Linked DNA regions of Bombyx mori: all the other regions are linked to region 3. Evidence: chromatin contacts called from public Hi-C data. All regions are on one chromosome and are shown on one strand. The core of a region is the stretch at or near the end of the contact, and the rest is flanking DNA. Distances in the headings are between cores, read along the strand shown.

What was found. A called contact is a pair of places that touch in the nucleus more often than the background predicts.
Region 1: a contact with region 3 is called in a Hi-C map of middle silk gland, with 2.8 times the contacts expected there. The contact joins the promoter of LOC101737221 here to the promoter of LOC101737508 in region 3. A contact is called at or near these places in 2 of 7 Hi-C or Micro-C datasets (middle silk gland and posterior silk gland).
Region 2: a Hi-C map of posterior silk gland shows a contact between it and region 3, with 1.9 times the contacts expected there. The contact joins the promoter of LOC693113 here to the promoter of LOC101737508 in region 3. A contact is called at or near these places in 2 of 7 Hi-C or Micro-C datasets (posterior silk gland and whole pupa).

What each region holds. Positions count from the first base shown.
Region 1 is chr23:16,473,317-16,477,923 of ASM3026992v2, reverse strand. It overlaps LOC101737221, which reads left to right and starts at 2,262. Exons shown (of 12, transcript XM_004930689.5): 1 at 2,262-4,154. The coding sequence starts at 2,688.
Region 2 is chr23:16,544,530-16,549,208 of ASM3026992v2, reverse strand. LOC693113 (26S proteasome non-ATPase regulatory subunit 13) reads left to right here and starts at 2,168. Exons shown (of 9, transcript NM_001046866.1): 1 at 2,168-2,338; 2 at 2,419-2,532; 3 at 3,415-3,550; 4 at 3,665-3,813; 5 at 4,270-4,429. The coding sequence starts at 2,223.
Region 3 is chr23:16,681,124-16,685,374 of ASM3026992v2, reverse strand. It overlaps LOC101737508, which reads right to left and starts at 2,447. Exons shown (of 13, transcript XM_004930691.5): 1 at 2,084-2,447.

The DNA of each region.
Region 1 (4,607 bases), core at 1,013-3,512, 210 kb after region 3:
CTCTGTGGTAGATTCAGCGAAGCACTGCTCTTGCTAGGGCTAGTATTAGCAAATTCTCTCAGGTTGAGCCCGTGAGCTCACTTATTCGCCCGGGCATAGTTAGAATAGCCCAATAAGCTATTAGCGAATAGGTACATACGGAAAAAAATAACAATCTAACTGATTGACTGATTTTGACTGACTCAGTGGTGCATTGGTTAGCGACCCTGACTAACGCGCTGAGGGTCGTAAGTTCAATTCCCACACTGGGCACGCATTCATGTGATGAACAGGTTTGTTTGCTCTTTGTCTGAGTGTTTGTTATCTATTTAGGTATATATTTAAACGTATATAAAATCCTGAGAACTTGGAAAAATTAATAGTTGTAGGTCACGTGGAAGGAAAGAGAAGTCGAGGAAGATTGCCAACCAGGTGGACGGACATTATCAAGGAGGCCACAAACACCAGCGTCCCGGGCGCCATTAAGCAGGCCGAATGCAGGCAACATTGGAAGAAGCTGGTGCAAAAACTGGACCAAGGTGGTCACGACCCTCAGCAATGAGGAAACGACAAAGAAGAAGAAGAAGATTTAAGTGTGTATGTCAGTATCTGGTACCCATAACACAGGAAATCCTAATATGGAGCCGTATGACCCAATTAAAAAAAAAAGAAGTTGTGACGTGTTTTTTGGAGAATCATTGGGTAAAAATATGCATCTATTCATATGCCGAGAAAACAATAAAGTACGTTCTTCAGATTTGAGATTAGTGGGCACAATTAAAAAACACTTTTACGGTGTGCTTATCTAAAAGTGCGTTATAGAAAGATGTCAATTTCAACAAACACTTTTCGCCACTGAAGTATGAAATTTCGCGCGTAAAATTAAAATGTCAAAAAACAACGACCTTTCAAGCAACAAAGCACCTTGGCCGCCCGAGAGCGCGAAAACAATTGATTCGAAGCGCCCAAGATAGAATATTTTTAACAATAAATGTAAGACTAGGTAAATAAAACAAAGTAGTTTTAATTACAAGCCACATAGGCAAGCGTAAAGGGACGCGCAATGCTTTGAAAATGAAATATCAATAAAGAGGCCTTGCATCAAGACGGTCGAACAACTCTTCTTCTGCTCATGCATAGATTTAAGGAGGAAACTGAATCGATCTCCAGTAATAGCCACTTCAGTACCGAAGGTCGATACTTGACTACTCGATCAGAGATGGCATAAAAACAAATTTATATTATTTTGTTACTTCCACTTAATACTATTGTTTTCATGGTATTAAAACATTATTTTTTTTCGAGATAGAGAAACGTGTATGAGAACGATTTATATGGGTTTCATTCATTTTGTTTGCAATAGCATTAAGACTATTTGCTTAAATTAAAGTTAGTGCCAGCTTTAGTTCAGCTACTCGATTACAGAGGACGTTACAAGATCCAAGCGTCTGCTATTTTGCTACAGTTTTGTTGTTATTTTTTTTTTTTCAATAGGTCACTTAATGAGATACGTAGTGAGACTTTAATATAAGTCGAATTCATTCAAACTGTTTTAATCACATTAAATTTCATCATTTTAGAAGTTAAGGTACTTTGTCGTGAACCAGTTTTATTATAAGAAAAAAAAAACTCGCACAGCTGCTTGTGTGCTCTGAGCATTAAATTTTATAAAATATTAGGAAAATTCTGACATTCAAAAGTAATGATATTAATGAATTTCAATAAAATTCAATTGAAATATATCCTACCTAAACTAGATATCGTACTAAGGTACTTACCTTATATAGGTTTCAGATACAAAATCAAATCAATAAAAGCATAGTTTCATGTGTTTACCTCAATCAACTTTGAAACTGTTTCACATTTACATAGATTCATATCTGCCCTAATATTTGCAAAACTCTAACAAAGGTTTCAAATAAATATATTTAATTAACAATGGACAATACCATTTGCAAATATGAGACACAATAGTGTACATGCTTATATAATTTTCACATCTAACTAATAATACTGTAAAAACAGTATTTTATTAGTAGGCAGACCAGCAGACAGCCCACCTAGTGAGTTACTTTTGTCGCACATGGACGTCAACAATGCCAGGGGCATAGCCCAGTCGCTGCTAAGGAAAATATTTTAATAAAGGTCTAAGTTAGATTTTGCCATTACATAGTTAATAAAAACGATAAAGGAAAAGTTAACATGGGTTATGGGTAGCACTATAAATAGTTTTCGATTGATTTATGATTGACGTAACGGAAAAACAGGAAAAAAGTGTATAAAGATATGGTAACACTAACCAGTGCCATGCCCTCGGCTCAGCGAACAACTGTTTATGTAAACTACGACAATATGTAATATAAACTTTACTTTTATCAAACGTCGTCAAAAGTAATAATAAATATCAATTTAGAGTTGCATTATTCGTGTTGAACGCTAAATATTTCGTAATTGAACACGGAATTTATTCATAATTTGTAGCTCGAAGAATTGTGCAGCTGTGTTGTGTTATGTGCTAGTGAAAAAAAAAAACAACATAAAAATAGTAATTCAGTCGAACATCATGTTCATTTTGTGCGTTTTAATAAATTTTGAGTACAGAATCTAACAAAATCACAGTTTGTTTGTAAGCGTGGATCTTAATAAGCGTGTAATTATCGTTGAGAGATTTCGAAAATATTTAAAATGCGCTCAAAAGTGTCGAAATAATGATATCGCAGCCAAAAAACAGAGTACAAGCCATAAAGAGTAAATTCGAGAACTTAGGAAACGAGAACAAACCGCTCTTGATAAAACACACAACCACACAGTTGTGTAAACAGAAAAATAGCGGAGTGAACATTGAAGAAAAACACGATCAAGCTATTGTAAACCATGAGAAGAACGTAGGATTTGACTCATCAATCGGCGACCACGAACCTAGGCCAAATACCAGCTATTTATATAGCAGAGCTGATCTGAAGGCCATTAACAGTGACAATAAAACCTGTTTATCACGTCAAACCAGTGACCCAGGAAAAAAGTTGCACAGGAGTCATGCTTTTAGATGTGATAGAAATCAAATAGCACCTAAAAGGCACGGTAGCTGTAACGGTAGGTCGGAAACAGCAAACTTTACAATGATATCAAATCAGAAGTTGAGTAAAGAAAGACTTAAAATATTAGGTAATTTTTTAGAGGAACAAATGAAGAAGGAGAATTTCACGCCACAAGGTTGCACTGAGGATGTGGCGAACACGAATTCAGTGCCGGATAGCCAAGTGCCACAGTCCATTTTAGACCAATATGCTAAAGTCAACAAAGTGAAGAAAAAAGATGAAAAACAAGATTCCACAACTGATAGTGGAGTGAGCTCTGAGACTGAGAATCTGGATGATGAGAAGGGACGTATAAAGAAACTAATGACACAATTTGAGAAAAAATCTGAAGTAACACCAAATTTAGAATCTATGGATCAATTGTCAGCTTCCAGTGAGACCATGAAGCTGGAGCGCAAGAATCCGCATCTAAAACTAACGGACACATTAAAGAAGGCATTAAAACAACCATTACCAGCTGGTCCTCCACCGAAAAAACCACCAAGAGTCTTTGCTACCATAACTGAAAACGTGGAAACACCTAAGAAAGACCCAAAAAAGATGCTCGAAAAACTGGAACAGGTATATGAGCAACGAAAAGCTGATCAGAGCAAAAATATCAAAACAGCAAGTCCAAAAAAACCCAGAGAAGTACACTATCTGTGCACCGAAATCCTAGACATAGCACAGAGGACTCTACCACCGATTCATCCATCAGATCCTCTGTCCAGATGCTTCAAGTCCTTAAATTGTTCATTCACAAACTCAACATCAAGTCTTCCATACACCCGCTTAAGCACACACAACGAATTTGACCCTTGCAATTGTAATTCTAACAACGAATTATCAACGTTCCTGACTGAGAAATGTTCGAAATGTCAATCAAATGACAACACTGACAGCTTTAAATGTCATCTGAAATGTGAATGCTCAGATAAAAAGTCTGAATTCTTCGTTGATAAGGAGCATGTGTATAACGAACCATACAATGGGGATACAAGAACGGAATGCGAGAGAAGGAGTCATTACGGGACTCTTAATACTTTGAAGACCTCTAGCCGAAGCTTGGAAGAGCTACGACCGATTAAGAAGGAAGAGGTGAGTCCTAAATGCATATAAATTTCAGAAAAAAAATTAGTGTGTTCAATACTGTTTTTTTTTTATATAAAATAAAATTGACTCCAACCCCTTAGGCATTGATTTTGCCAATGTCACAGTATACACAAAAATGACAGGTTCTTAGAGAAAAAAATACAAATAAATTTGATCAGTTTTTCCAACAGTGCAAACAAATATGTTAGACTAACTACTTTAAAGATAAATATTATTAGTAGATAAGAATTTACATAGAATATTTACATGTTTAGAATAAACCAAAGTTAATAGAGAATTAATATCAATAGGAGATGTCTTCAGGAAGGATATCATAAAGATGGGACACAATATTGGGACAGTTAAAGAAATTCAGAACACCTGTGTCTAAACCAAACCACAAGATAAATTACGAAATTTCATAACTGATCAATTGAGTCGACTATTATCAAAGCCGGC
Region 2 (4,679 bases), core at 919-3,418, 140 kb after region 3:
GAAGCGCATCCGTGATTTAATATGCCTTGATCTCTCATTGCTATTCTGAAAATATAAATGAATTCAACAAATATGATTATTTTATGAGTCGTGAAAAATTTATTTCCGAAGAACAAGCGTTTAATTAATCTAATGCTTGTATAAAGTCTAGTAACGTTCTAATATAACACTGGTAGGGAGAAGTCGCTCATAATGGGTCTCATTAAAAGCCTGAAAGTCACCCAAAGAGTCATAAGAATCGAGTAAGCAATAAGAAGATTCGCACAGTAATTGAGATAGCCCAAAGTATTGCAAGGTTGAAGTGGTAAGCATTGCATTGCTAGTATCATAGATTATACACTTAATATATTTGAGGCTAGTATAATGGTCGCTCGGACCAAACATTTGTCGATTGACGGCCGCGTATCGGAAAACGTGGCGACGGTAGGGCTCCCGTAAGGACTGGTGCCCTATTGAAGGTCGTAGAAATGTTCTGGATGCAGCAGCGCCGGGCCGGTCGTCCTTACGAGGACTGCACTAGATGCAGCTTCAGCAAGGACCTATCATTGTACCGAACCTTGCAGAGCCAGTATCCGGGAGTACACATCTATAAGCTGATAATGACAAATATGAAAACTGTTCTCTGAAACTATGGAGGGTAGAGATAAGAAGAACCGTCTCTGTGTGTAAAAAGTGTCCGTTAAAATCTGCTAAATAAGGGTGGCGCTACAGTAGCAACCGGGTATATTTAATTTTAAAAAAAGGCGCTGAAATTTATTAGAATAAGATAGAGAAATAAAAAAGGATGGAAGAACTGTAAGCACTACAAAATCACAAAAAGTATTTTATTTAAAGATGATAAGAAAATGCAATCGATTTCTCCACGTTTTACCACAGCAATAGTTTTAGGTTATAATGGCGAAATTAGTTTCGACTACCTGAACATGTGAGATTTTGTATATTACTCTGTCACTAACTGTCACTCTAGACATTAAATGTATTAAATTCTCAGCATAACTATCTACTTCAATTATAACTAATTGTTCAATTCATATCATACCCTGTGCCTATGCTAACGCCATTCTAGAAGATTTTTGAACTGTGGTTTAGTGCTAAAAGTGGGACACTTTTTCAAGCTTCCTCCCTCATGAGACGGTTCTCCTTAGCTCTACCCACCATATTTGAAACCGAATCATATTTCCACACCCTAAGATATCATGCCGTACTCACTTATACCTATTACGACTAGTATTCACTCTATATCACTGTGGCGTACTAATGTAATCTTCCTCTTGGATCGTCAGACAAGAACTGCCTTTATTTAATTACAATTTAATTTTTTTGCTCAGATGGGTAGACTAGCCCACGGCCCACCTGGTGTTAAGCGCTCACTGGAGCCCATAGACATCAGCAACGTGAATACCACCACTGACCTTGAGACTTGAATTCTAAGTCTTGGTTTTATAGTACAACTTCAACGCCCTTCAAACCGAAACGCATAACTGCTTCATGGTAGAAATAGTAGGCAGGGCGGTGGTACCTACCCGCGCGAACTCACAAGAGGTCCTACCACCAGTAAATTACAATTAATGTTTTTGTGAAACATCTATAGCCGCACGTAAAATCGATTTCTGGCGTGGCGAAGCGTCGCCACACTAATGATGGTGTATATATACAGTCTATATGCAGTAGTGAGTACGGTGTGGCGACGCGTCGCCATGTGCAATCGAATGTACAATTCTCTCTGTGTTTTACTTGAAAACAAATTATTTTTTCGTAATATTTTATTTTATCATTATGACATATTTAGTTCCTATCACAATCTGTTCTTTTCTGCATATTACTTTTAAAAAATAATGTCGATGTTTCACATCTGCCAGGCGTCCCGTGACGGCTCACATTTTTTAATTTAATTTAAATTTAGTATTTAATAAATGTTCAAGTTTAAAAAATGGTCTCAAATCGAATACGCGTTGCTTTTTGCGTCAACCCCGAAAAGTACATTGAATCTAATTAATTTGGCAACAGTTTTTTATTTAATTCCATAAAACTTTTTTCTAACAATAAGTTTGGATGATTTTGAACAAAACACTCGATTGTGTAGTTTATATTGCTTTTGCTTGCAAGATCGACAAAAACAATAATGAAATGCTTGTCAGTGTCAAGTTGACAACAGAGAAACTTCACAGATTAAAGGACAACTTCACTCCATTACAAATTCAAAATTTCAGAGTTCCGAAAACATGGCGACTGTTAAGTTTGCAGTTATCGATGTTAGTGATTTTTTAACTAAAAAGCAAGCTAGCGAGCCTGCTTTAGCTGCGGATTGGGCGAAATTAGAGGAACTTTACAATAAAAAGTAAGTTCGAACGAATTTCTTGGTTAAAATACTGAAGATATCTATTCATATGAAAACAACTTTCTTTGTTTTTCTTCCAGACTATGGCACCAACTGACTTTAAAACTGCAAGAATTCGTCAAGAATCCGGCTCTGCAGAGGGGAGACAACCTCATACAGTTGTACAATAACTTTTTGACCACCTTCGAAAGCAAGTATGTTCCCTTCTGCAAGTCATTACATATATCTTTTTTATTTAGTAGGATTGTCTGTTAAATAATGTCAAAGAAAGGCTGCACTGTTTACGAAAACAATTACTGACTTTTTGCAAAGAAGACAACGCCAAAACTGCGTTTTCTTCATTTCTAAAACATACCATGATTCATTATTAACCCCTTTTTACATATATATTTTCATATAGTCACCACTAACAAAAATTAAATTAAAATCAAATATTTAATTCACATCACCAGCTTTAAACGTAAATTAAAGAAAAGGATATTTTCTGGGATACAAAGAAGCATATAAACCTCAAGCTTGTAAAATATCTGAAAATCTTATGTATATATCCATTAAATGAATGTATAGTACAGTGATATTTAGAGCACAATATTCTTTATTTTTTAAACTAAGAATCTGTAAGAATTAACATTACAGACATTATTGTACATACTCATTTGTGAATGATAACACACAAATTTTTCAGATAAAATTTTTCTAAATTATGTAGTAAATTCAGATTATATATTTGGGATGTGTGAAACACAAACCGACACATAATATATGAAAAATAAGTAAACAAAAACTAAGTTTCCACAATCGATATCACAGATGAGTAGAAAGAGAATAGAGAAGGTTTACAAAAAGGCAACAAATATAACATAAGATATACACACTTAAGCCCATATACAAATACATTTATATAATCATTTTGATTTTATTTGGATATATTGTAATATGGCAGTAACATTCAAGATTGATAATTAACGTTTCAATATCCCCATTGTCTACCATGCAGTATAACATTCTTGTTTAATTATATACTTTTTAAAATGTCTGCGGTGATTAAAGTAACATAATATTCAAATGGGTTCCAGAATAAATCCCCTATCATTAGTTGAGATCATTGCTCATATCGTGGAACAGTATGTCAACAAGAGAGATGCTGTCACATTCCTTGAGAAGGTGGAAACGAAAGTTAAAATGAATGATGAAGCACTGGCTCTTTGTAAGGTGAGTCATAATATCTAACAGGAGATCGACCCAGCCGGATGACGAACCTGCAACTCACTAGTCTTGTACAGAGCAGAACCTGTGTCAAAATACTAAATATTTCTTAATTCCAAGGTGCTACAAGGACAAATATATATTGAACAGCTGAATGATTATGATGCAGCTGAGAAAATAATTGAACATTTAGAAAGTACACTCGAAGATGCTGACGGTGTGACTCCAGTTCACGGACGATTCTATAAGTTAGCCTCGGAATATTACAGGTAAAAACTAAATTTTTAATGAGTTTCTGTTCTGTTAACCTTGTTGAACTGATTACAAAATTAATTGGTTCAATTCTGAGATATTGTGGTATATGCATTCAATCCCCCTGTTGCTGCCTATTTCAGCTGGCGACTCAAAAAATTGTGAAATTTTTGTGTATTGGTGGTAGGACCTCTTGTGAGTTTTAATGGTGGTAGGACCTCTTGTGAGTCCGTGCGGGTAGATACCACCACCCTGCCTATTTTTGCTGTGAAGCAGTAATGCGTTTCGGCTCGAAGGGTGGGGCAGCCGTTGTAACTATACTGAGACATTAGAACTTATATCTGAAAGTAGCTGGTGCATTTACGTCGTAGATATCTATGGGCTTCAGTAACCACTTCACACCAGGTGGGCTGTGAGCTCGTTCACCCATCTAAGCAATAAAAAAAATGGTTTTAATATCAATTTCATTTTAGAGTCCGTGGTCCGACTGGCCGTTACTACCGCGCAGCGCTTCGGTACGTTGGCTGCGCCGACGGGGGTGAGGCCCTACCTGCCACGGAACGTGCTGATATCGCCTTCAGACTAGCTCTCTCTGGAGTGCTGGCTCCGGACGTATATGATTTGGGAGAATTGGTAAGAACACTTATAAAGCAGTTTTTAAATATTATTTGAGTATAGGACTTGCTGTACTTCCTATGACAATGTAGTCACGCTCTGTGACGAGTGGGATAGCAACCCCTTATACAAATTGGAATTTCATGTCCCAAAGTCAAGGTGGTGGCATTCACATTGCGTAATTTCATATTGATTACCACCACTGGGTAAGTTGAGTAATTCAAAAGAAAAGTTGACTGCACCATCTTTTTCCAACTTAATCTAACAG
Region 3 (4,251 bases), core at 1,198-3,697:
CAAAAAATATAAATTGTCAGGATGGTACTGGACATGGTGCAACATCTTAGCAATGAATAGTTTGAAAAACTCCTATATATGTAAAGTAGTTATCCACATTTTATTTAACAGAGATAATTCTGCAAAATGAATGTAGTTAAATGATAAATATTAAAACAGTTTTATTTTAAATATTATAGAATAATAATATAAAAAAAAATATTTAAGTATATGTTTACATTGTGTAATGTAGTTTAATATGTTATTACATAAAATTTTATAATAAATTGATTTAAAATTCAATATCATCAGTAGAATAATTGTTCAAGATCTTTATTTAAAGAAATCTTTTTTAAAAATAATCTTTTTTATGATTACACCTGTATATACAGATCATCTTTTTAGCAAATGTTAAAACATAAATAACATTGACCGACTGGCATTATCACGGCATCTCTCTTTGTACAAACATACTTACATGTGAAAGGTTAGTTTGAACTCTGTCTAGGCCTTTAATATTATGAAATGATCACTAACGAGTTGTGGAGAATCACCAAGCAGGCACCAATGGAGTGGGAGATTCTTAAGCTGAAGTGGCATTGGATTGGTCACACATTAAGAAAGCCCGATACCCACCTATCCAAGATAGCACCGATCTGGAAAACGTGGCAATAGGAAGAGAGGTCTTCCCAATACAACTTGGAGTCGCTCAGGAGAGCAGGAATTGGGCGTCTTGGGCATGACGTGAGTGGAGGTAGACTAGACTGCCTAAGTCTAATGCAAATGGAAGAATTTAATTCGAACCCTACACCCCAGCACAAGGTAATAGGAAAGAAAGTAAAAGAAGAAGAAGATACATATCTCCTCCACCTCCTTGCTACAGTTTCCTCAATACTGAGGGTCATGACCACCTCTTCTCAATAGAGTTTATTGTGGATCACTCTACGCATTTGTTCCTATCTACCGACGAATGTAGAGCATTGTGGACTGTGGTGTCGAGAGTAGTGCAGATTTGGTCTGTTCAACACATCAGGCCTCTGCCTCATGGTATTTTTCCGTCCACTTTGCCAGTTACATATATAATAATATAACGATATGGAATATTCTAAAAGTGGTTAAACAATAATAAAAGACTTAATTGCATTTTCTGTACAATATTAAGAAAACAATGTTTAAAGCCCTTTGTTTTCCACAAATCATTATTAACAACGTATTCTTGAATTAAATAAAAGTTAACTCATCTTTTTTCTCAATGACAGAGAGTTCAATCTATATAAGAAAGATCCTTTTTTTTAACTAAAAATTTTTTATATAAAAATTACATAAAAAAGGTTTTTCTTTACATATATACATATGTCATATATTCATTATATATATACATATATAGAATTTACACATATAATCATAGTCAGTCTCTTTTTCGCATAGCTTAGTCAATCCTAGTTTGAGGTCAGAGGACTGAAAATTTATCCCAGATTATTATTATTGTTAGTAGCTTTAAATTATTACTCTACAATTAATCAATCACTTTTGTGAGGGATTTTGTCATTTTAAAGTATATGAGTGAAAACAATAAGATACTTAAATCAATGCAGTAGGGAGGCATTAACTTCAAGGTTAAATACACTGCAGATGTGTACACAAATCCAATAAAAAAAAAACTTTACAATATTTTTCCAGCCGTAAGGCGGGAAATAAACAATTTTTTTCAAAATGATACCAAATTTTTAAATCACGAACATAAAACGTAGAACAGAGTAAACATTTCTAGGTAATATGACACCTTCCGCGAAAATTTATGAGATTCAAGGCCAATTCGAATTATCATGTAATTTCAAACACAAAAGGTACATTTAACACTTTCACACGACTCACCCGGCCTCGCACTCGCAAAATCTCCAAATATAAATCCCGAAATACACAGAGAAGGTATATTTTTAGCATTCTAAAGACAGTGTTTGCATGACGAAGCTAGTTGTTTTATTAAACACAAATTAATTATTTCTTATTCACGATTATCACGTGTTTAAATATGATGTATGAGTAGAATTCGTGCCCTATCGATTTTTTTAGTTTTAATCAAAAAATAAGATTGGATACTCACAGAATTAATAAAATAACTCCGTTACTAAGTAACTATGTTACACACGGAAAACGCAATGTCTGAAACGTTTGGTGTTCTGTTTTATATTTTTTTCACTCGCGCCGTACACAACTCATAACACTTTCGTCGAAATTTCTTTGAAAATGGACTGTATACGTGAGGGAAAATATTTTTTCTTCTGCTATGTAATTTTAGAAGACAACTATGACTCCATTGGCTTGACGTCATGCAAATTGTTGGCAATCCTATTTTTATGCCACTTCCTACTCAAATAACTAAATGTCCTAATGAAAGAAGACGTTGAGGAATTTTATACTTTATATAAAGTAAGCAGAAGTTATATATTTCTTTTGTATCAAATTTGAAAAACAGTTGACATTCTAGAGTGTTGCCATACAAAAATTCATGAGATTTTTTTGTTTTTGACATGTGATTCGATCCCAGCTGATCGTGCTTCAAAATGAAAACTTTATTTGATATAATAAAAAAATGTACTATTTAAATATTTTCCGATAGCTTTTATAGACGAATATAATTCAAATACATAGAAGCTCAAAATTCATCAAAACATTGGAGAAACAAAACGCCCTGTACATTTTTTCTATTCGCCACTAGATGGCGGAAGAAAGACCACGATACTCCAAATTTTATCTCCTAGATGGCGGTGTCACTAGCAGAACTTTGGCTTTGCGCAATACTATTGATTTTGCCGGCTTTGTCGCAATTGTCGCATTGAGGGTCGAGATAGTCTAGACAAGACAGTTACCAAATGCCTTTATACATAGTGTTATAATACACCCTAAACCAGTTTAGCGGCGTAAGAACTTTATTTATGCTGTTAGAACTGTAGTTTGAAATATAATAATATTTAGAATGGAATACCATATTTATTTTATTGAAAACGTATTTTTGTATATATTGTGTAGCATATTTATATTTTAGTGGCAGTATTTATATGAAATATAGCTAATGGGAAGCTGTATAAGACAGTAGTTTGTGTAATATTGTTCGTTCATACTCTTTCTACTAGAGTAAGTAGTCTTAGAAAAATACAAATATGTATGAATACAAACATACGAATTGTCTTACATAATAGGCAATAAAGTAAAAAATGTACAGTTTTTAGGTTAAATTAAAAGTGACAAATCAGTAGTTCCAAACTGAACTACATTATATTATCTATTCATTAAATTTTCGCAGTTAAATATTCTCTAATGAAGTCATTGATATTCCACAAATAAAGTCAATTGAATTTAGTTATGGCAGGGTTAATTTTTAATACTACATACTTTTTATTGGATGTGTTAACTATTTTTTAATTGTTAATCACGGGGAGCCTAAAATGCCGCCTAGCTTGAAATTTAAGACTGTCTCAAATATATGCCAATGTCCATGCCAAAAAAACCTAATCTGACCCGAAGTAATCAGATGTACTTGAGAATATTAATTAATCCATATTCATCAAATGTTACGCAAATACCATTATATGTCAGAGCTTCGAATTCATCTCTATAGCATCTTTAATCCCTTCGCTTATCTCAAAGGACGTTATGAGGTCAATTTGCAGATTAAAATTTAGAAACAAAAACAGCTTTACTAACGAGAATTTTAGGTTAAGTTTTTTTTTTAAAAGACTAGGTATTTATTTTCTTAAAATCAAACGAAATTCCTTCACAATTTAAGTTCATCGTAATTAAAATCCTTCCTCCTACGTTCATCGGAATGTCCTTCTCTCCTCTGTGCTGCAAAAGAAACCTTTAACCCTGGCTTTGAAGGAAGCTCTTTGATATTTAGCTTTCCCAGCAAAACCGGATGATTCTAGATACAAATTCAACATGGCACCTTTAGATGTCAGAACGGAAACACCAGAACGATTTTAAATACTTCACCTTCCAGCCATATTACTGCTTCACGGCAGAAATAGGTGGTGGTACCTACCCGGGCGTGCTAACAAGACGCCCTGCCAATACTAATATCTCTGATGAGAAATCAGCACATACATCCTCGAGTTACCATCACGCATGAGCGTGGGGAAAAGCGAACACACCATAGAGAAATTCCTTCGAATTATGGAATGACGTTTAATAGAGCATTTAGAAGACACTTGCTACCCTCTGATCCGTATTACCACTATACATAGTAAAACATATTAAACATGTGTTATATAA